Regions from separate parts of the Rattus norvegicus genome. Here region 2 is linked to region 1. A link is a contact called in public Hi-C data. All regions are on one chromosome and are shown on one strand. The core of a region is the stretch at or near the end of the contact, and the rest is flanking DNA. Distances in the headings are between cores, read along the strand shown.

Region 1 (2,719 bases), core at 7-2,506:
CTCTGTGCCCACCTCTCAGCGCTTACTGCCTACCTCCCTTACTCACCCACGGCCACTAAGCTGCACCCTCCAGCCTTCCCTACCCCCACTATACCCACCCCCACCAAACCTAGCCCCCACTATACCCACCCCCTCCAAACCTAGCCCCCACTATACCTACTTCTCCATACCTAGCCCCCTACCATATCTCGCCCCCAACCACACCTAGCCTCCCAATCATACCTAACCCCACATTATAGTGGGCTCAGAACCTTGATTCTCAAGTCTAAAGCAGGAAGAGGTGGCTCAGGAGAAAAAAACATTCCACATGGAGGGAGGGGTCAGGACCAGGGGGAGGCCATGAGTCCATGTGCCCTGGATGAGCAGGAGAGTTCACCTCTCTTCTTCTGGCACCTGTAGCCTTTGGCAGCCCCATTGCTCCCACACAACCCATGGGATCGCACACAATGGCTGACAATTGGGCCAGCCTGGGTTTAGCGCCTCACCGGCAAACCAGCCACGGAGTGTGGATGAAGGAAAGGAGACTTCCAGATGAGTTCGAGAACCTAGTCATGCCCAGGGCCCAGTGGCAGTTCTGGGAGCCACCCTTCTTCCTGTCTCTCGACGGAGACAGGAATAGAGGGCTGAGAAATTCAGAGTCAGCAGCTTATAATACTGGACTGGGCGAGCCGAGGAAGAGAGACGAACTTCCTGCCTGGGAAAGTCAGGTCAAATTCCAAGGCCCCTGAGCAGCTAGCCTAAGACTCCGCTCCAGCACCCAATGCCATCCCCACCCCCTAGGAAGTAGATGGCTGTGTGTTGGTCTTTGGATTCTCTCAGCAGCCCATCATGTATCTGGTGAGGAAACCGAGGCATACAGGAAACGAAGGATTTGGATCCCAGCTGAGGAAATAACTTGGATCCCTAGCTGTAGTGCATCCCCAAGGCTGTGTCTCTGAGCGCAGCTCCATTGGAGAGCCACTACTGGGGGGAGACAGTGTGTGTGCTATCTGGCTCGGGAGAGTGAAAAGGGTCCCAAGACAGGCTCAGATCAGAACAAAGTCAGCCCCACCCGGAGCCCCCTTTTCAGAAGCTCCTAAGAAGGGACACCCAAATTGTCCAGTGGCTGCAGAGCCCTAGCCTCTAGGGGCAGGGGCCTCCAGGAGAGCTTGCAATGGTTTCCTCACAAGCAACCTTCTCAGGATGGTGGGGGCATCCGCTGTTCAGCTGCAATCTGACTCTCGTGGCATAGGGCCCAGTCTCCATGGCAGCAGAGGATTTATTACCAGGCCTCCACCCAGCCTGGTGGACTTTCGACTCCAAGCCGGAGTAAAGAGAACCAAACACAGTTCCAGGAGCCAGGGGTGCCTGAGGATGGTGAGTGAGGGGCTGTGCCGGAAGTAGGTGGGAAGGGCCCCAGCTGAAGCCCCCTTTTGACTGTTCTTTCTCTGCTGCAGGCCAAGTTCCTTTCCCAGGAGCAAATTAATGGTAGGTTGGGTTTGTTATTTAATTAGTAACTCCCCACAAAATGTGTGTCTCATTAGGCAATTTGCTCTGCTGGGTTTTGTTGGTAGGAAGGAAGGCCTGAGGGGTGGACAGCTGGCCCACCCACAGGTTGGGGGCCAGGTGCTGTGGGGCAGCTGTTGATCTGTTTGGGGGTGGCCCTGAGGATGGACTAGCTGACTTCCAGGGCTTGTTATATATCAGTGTGACTTTCAAACTGGGTCATAAAAGTGAGTTTGCTAGTGCCCCCGAGAGCCTGGAAGCCTGTCTGGGTGGGAGGCTGTTAATGGAGGAAGACCATTACCATAGTAACTGAACCAGAGGTGAGGGGTGGGGCTTTGTAGTCAGTGCAGACAGGCACCAGAACCCAGGGTTATGCCCTGGGGCAGGATATTTCTTTATGGACCTTAATCTCTGTAAAACTGGGGGTTGAGCTGGCACCTCCTGCCTAGTTCAGTGTGGGCACCTTGTTCTTAGGCTTCCCACAGAGCAGAGTTCTGTTTCCCCAAGACCAGAAAGACAGAATTAAGTTACACAGAACCTGGCCAAGACCTGGCCAGGGGTCTGGTGGCTGAGTTCCTGGCAGAGAGATCAGAGTGCAGCCCCGGACCTTTACGGGGTAACTATCTTTTCCCTGAGGCTGTGCCCCTAAACCTGCCCCAACATAGGACAGAAACAGCCTTGATAACTCCCTTCTCATTGTTGTTGACATGACACCTTGTCTGTGAGATAGAACTGCAGGTACACAGGGACATGGAGCTCTGATGCAGGACACTGTCTAGCAGGCCACAGGGTGGCTTCTGGCTACACCAGCAAGGATCAATCCCAGAGATGTAAATGACCAGAGCTTGGTCTAGAGGAGGGGGTGACAGGCATGTGTGCTTATAGGTCCAAGGGGGTACCTTTTCTTAGAATCCTTAACTCCCTGTCCCCCAAACCAAGGCCAAGACAGAGGGGACTGTCTTGAAGAAAGAGTGAAGAGACTTTACAGCACAGAGCCTAACCTACAGTTATGGGCTAGGGGCTGGCGAGATGATTTGCTATGTAAGAATTTGTACTGCTCTTGCAGAAGACCCAAAGTTTGGATCCTAGCGCATATATAAGGACCGCCTACAACTACCTGTAACTCCATCTCCCAGGGCATACGAAACCTTTGGCCTCCTTGGGTGCTTGTATTTGTGCATGTGCACACAATAGAAAACAAAGTCTTTGAAGGGGTGACCTAAGCTAGAGGCCA
Region 2 (2,986 bases), core at 78-2,577, 260 kb after region 1:
TGCCTCTGCCTCCCAAGAGCTGGAATTAAAGGAGTGTGCCACCACTGCCCAGCTTCCCATTCCTTAAAAGCATTAAAACATTTTTTTAAAATGTGTGTGGATGAGTGTTTTGCCCTTGAATGACGAGCATGCAGTTGCTTGGTGAGGCCAGAAGCAGAAGAGGACGTAGGAACCCCTGGAGCTGAAGTTGTGAATTGCTCCGTGGATGCTGGGAATCCAGCGTAGGTCCTCTGCAAGAGCAGCCAGTGCTCTTAGCTACAGAGCCACCTCTCCCTGTCTTGGTTCCTAATTCTTGAAGGAGGTGATTTTTTTGGTCTCATTTGGGTTTGGGGAGATTTTTGATAGTTTTGTGTCTTTTTGTTTGTTTGTTGTTTCTCTGTGTACCCCTGGCTGGCCTCAAACTCAGAGATCCCCAGGCCTCTGCCTCCAGAGTTGGGATTATAGACATGTGCCACCGTGCTTAGCTTTGCTGGTTGGCTTTAAGTTACTGTTTTTTGTTAGTGTTGTTTTTAGATTTTTGCCCTTCCTTTCCTGTTTTGTTATTTTGCGGGGGTTTTTTTGTTTTTTGTTTTTGTTTGTTTTTGTTTTTGTTTTTGTTTTTTGGTATCGTTTTTGCCAGCTGAAGTGAATGGTTGCTTTCTGGTATTACAGATGTTAATGCTGAAGAATTTGAACCACACACAGAAAATGAAGCCTTTCCCCGCAAGGTTAATCCAATTGCCAGAGCTGACTCTGAAGTCGAGCTCTCTGCTTAACGTTTCCAAATGTGTCTGGGGACAGAGGCACTTTCAAGCAAATGCCACCCTCCTCAGGACCAAGTCAATGAGCTCCCCAGCCGGAGTCCTTTAAGAGAGTACATTCGGTGTGGGGCTTTTCTTGCAGTGGCTGTCTGTTTTGTTTTGTTTTTGTTTTTGTTGTTCTCCCCACTCCCTAGTAGGAAACCATTTCTGATCCAGACCGTTCCAGCCCAACAGCTGGGAGTTGGGATGCGAAAACCCCCGTTTCAGTTCTGACCCACGGTTCAGGCCGTCAAAGGTTAACATTTTTCCTTCATGTTCCCTGGTCCCCATCTTTAGGCCGGCTGGTCCATTTGTACGACTGCTAGTAGTTCCGAAGTTCCTGGGTACCTCCACTCCCCATCCCCATTTCCCGCTGAATCGGGACCCTTCGAAGTCTGTTCCACCTAGATAAGAGAGGCCAGAGAAGGGGAGATGTCACCGACCAGTGCTAGCCGCAGAAGCAGGAGGTTGGCCTTGGAAGGCTGTTCCCACCCACTTAAGGGCCTCTGGAGAGCCCGGCTGGCAGCGTGCAGAGCTGCAGGAGGCGCCTCTAGGGCGTCGCACCCAGGGCGAGCTCGCTTGTAGGCGGCCAATGCCTGCGGGAACAGCGAGGGGCCTCCTGCGCGGAGCCGTCGCCCTCTGGTGGCAGCATGGGAAAGGTACAGCTGTTCGCTGGGCGCCACCTCCCCTCAGACCAGAACTGGAACTTGCTAGAAGGGGAAGCCAGACACAAATGAGCCAGGACTGGAACCTGGGACTCCAGGCAAATTCCTCATTCAACTGACATTTACAAGGACCTCTAGAAACTATGAAGAGTAAGCATCCGAGGCTTAAGATTTGACTCAGGCTATTGCAATAAGGAGAACAGTTGTTAATGAGTAATGTCTAAAACAAAAGGGAGGAGGGCGGGAGTGTTAGTTAGGCCGGTAAAGAGAGTCACCAGAGCACCATAGAAGCAGGAAGGAAGGAAGTGTGGAGATGATGGCCTTTTCGCGGAACATGCACATCAATGTGGCCGGTTCCTTAGCTTTCTCCCGGAACCCAAATTTAGCAGTGAGAGTGTTGTCTGCTCGGGCTGCCTTTGCCAGCACTGTAAACAGCAAAGCGATATTGTCCTTTGTGAGAGGAAGGAAGAGGAGCTGTGGAGATGGTTTAGGGGTTAAGAGTACTTAGTGCGCGCGCACACACACACACACACACACACACACACACACACACCCCGCTACCTACTTTTTAAAAAACGTTAAAGGAAGAGAAGAAAGGGATGCTGGGCCCTATTGTTAGGCATGAGGGAGATTCCAGACTGACATGCTGAGTCTAGGCTGGGGTTGCATGAGGTTGCGTAGAGCTATGCAATCATGCATAGCTGGATTGCTGGAGGTGGGGGGATTGTTCAAAGAGGGACGTCCTCCCGGATGCCCTCCCCCAGTCATCCAGCTGTTACATCTTTAATAATCTTCCCTACTATTTCCCACAACTCCACTGGTTACGGCACAGCCCCTTTGACTGGTTCCACAGCTTTCCCCTGGGCCTCTGAAGGCCCTCTTAACTGATGTGTTTTCAAGCACAGCCTACCCTGCTGTATCCAACTTCTGGCCCATCATCCTGCCAGTGAGGAGAGCTGACCTTTCATGATCTCCTCAGAGGGACTCCAAGTAGACCTGTTGCCTATCAAAATCCCAGAAGGGATTTTGGGGGTGTAGTTCCGTTGGTTATCCAGGCCCTGTGTTTGATCTCCAGCAATGCATAAAACCCCCAGTGGTGCTGCACTCCTGGACTCAGAGACAGAAGAAGGGGGATCAGGCATCTTCAATTACACAGTGAGGTCGAGGCCAGCCTAGGACACATGAAACTGTATCAAAAAATATAAATGGGGGTGGGGGTAGTTTGGACAGATGGCTTAGTGGTTAAGAGAACAAGCTACTTTTGCAGAAGACCTGAGTGCTGTTCTCAGCATCCACAAAGCGCAGTCCACAACTGCCTGTAACTTCAGTTTCAGGGGGTCTAATGCTCTTTTCTGGCCTCCCAGGGCAGCTCACTTACACATGCATACCCCATAATTAAAAATTGAAAAGAAACCAGGCAGTAGTGGTGTGCACCTTTATTCCCAGAGGCAGGCAGATCTCTGAGTTCAAGGCCAGCCTGATCTACAGAGTGAGTTCCAGGACAGCCAGGGCTCCACTGAGAAAAACAAAAACAAACAAACA

Evidence for each region. A called contact is a pair of places that touch in the nucleus more often than the background predicts.
Region 2: a contact with region 1 is called in a Hi-C map of liver, with 5 times the contacts expected there. The contact joins the enhancer-like site here to the promoter of Calml4 in region 1. A contact is called at or near these places in 10 of 12 Hi-C or Micro-C datasets (the Rat2 cell line, Schwann cells, frontal cortex and 6 more) and 1 of 1 datasets of contacts at active chromatin or transcription factors (oligodendrocytes).

The regions. Positions count from the first base shown.
Region 1 is chr8:72,217,630-72,220,348 of GRCr8, forward strand. Calml4 (calmodulin-like 4) reads left to right here and starts at 1,257. Exons shown (of 5, transcript NM_001127575.1): 1 at 1,257-1,356; 2 at 1,437-1,467. The coding sequence starts at 1,354.
Region 2 is chr8:72,478,789-72,481,774 of GRCr8, forward strand. No RefSeq gene overlaps it. Among named protein-coding and RNA genes, the nearest start is that of Skor1, 23 kb to the right of the region's middle. Within about 2 kb of position 1,328, at least 24 of the 93 cell types and tissues checked have an H3K27ac peak or open chromatin away from gene starts, as enhancers often do. A contact at or near this core is called in liver, where this site is marked.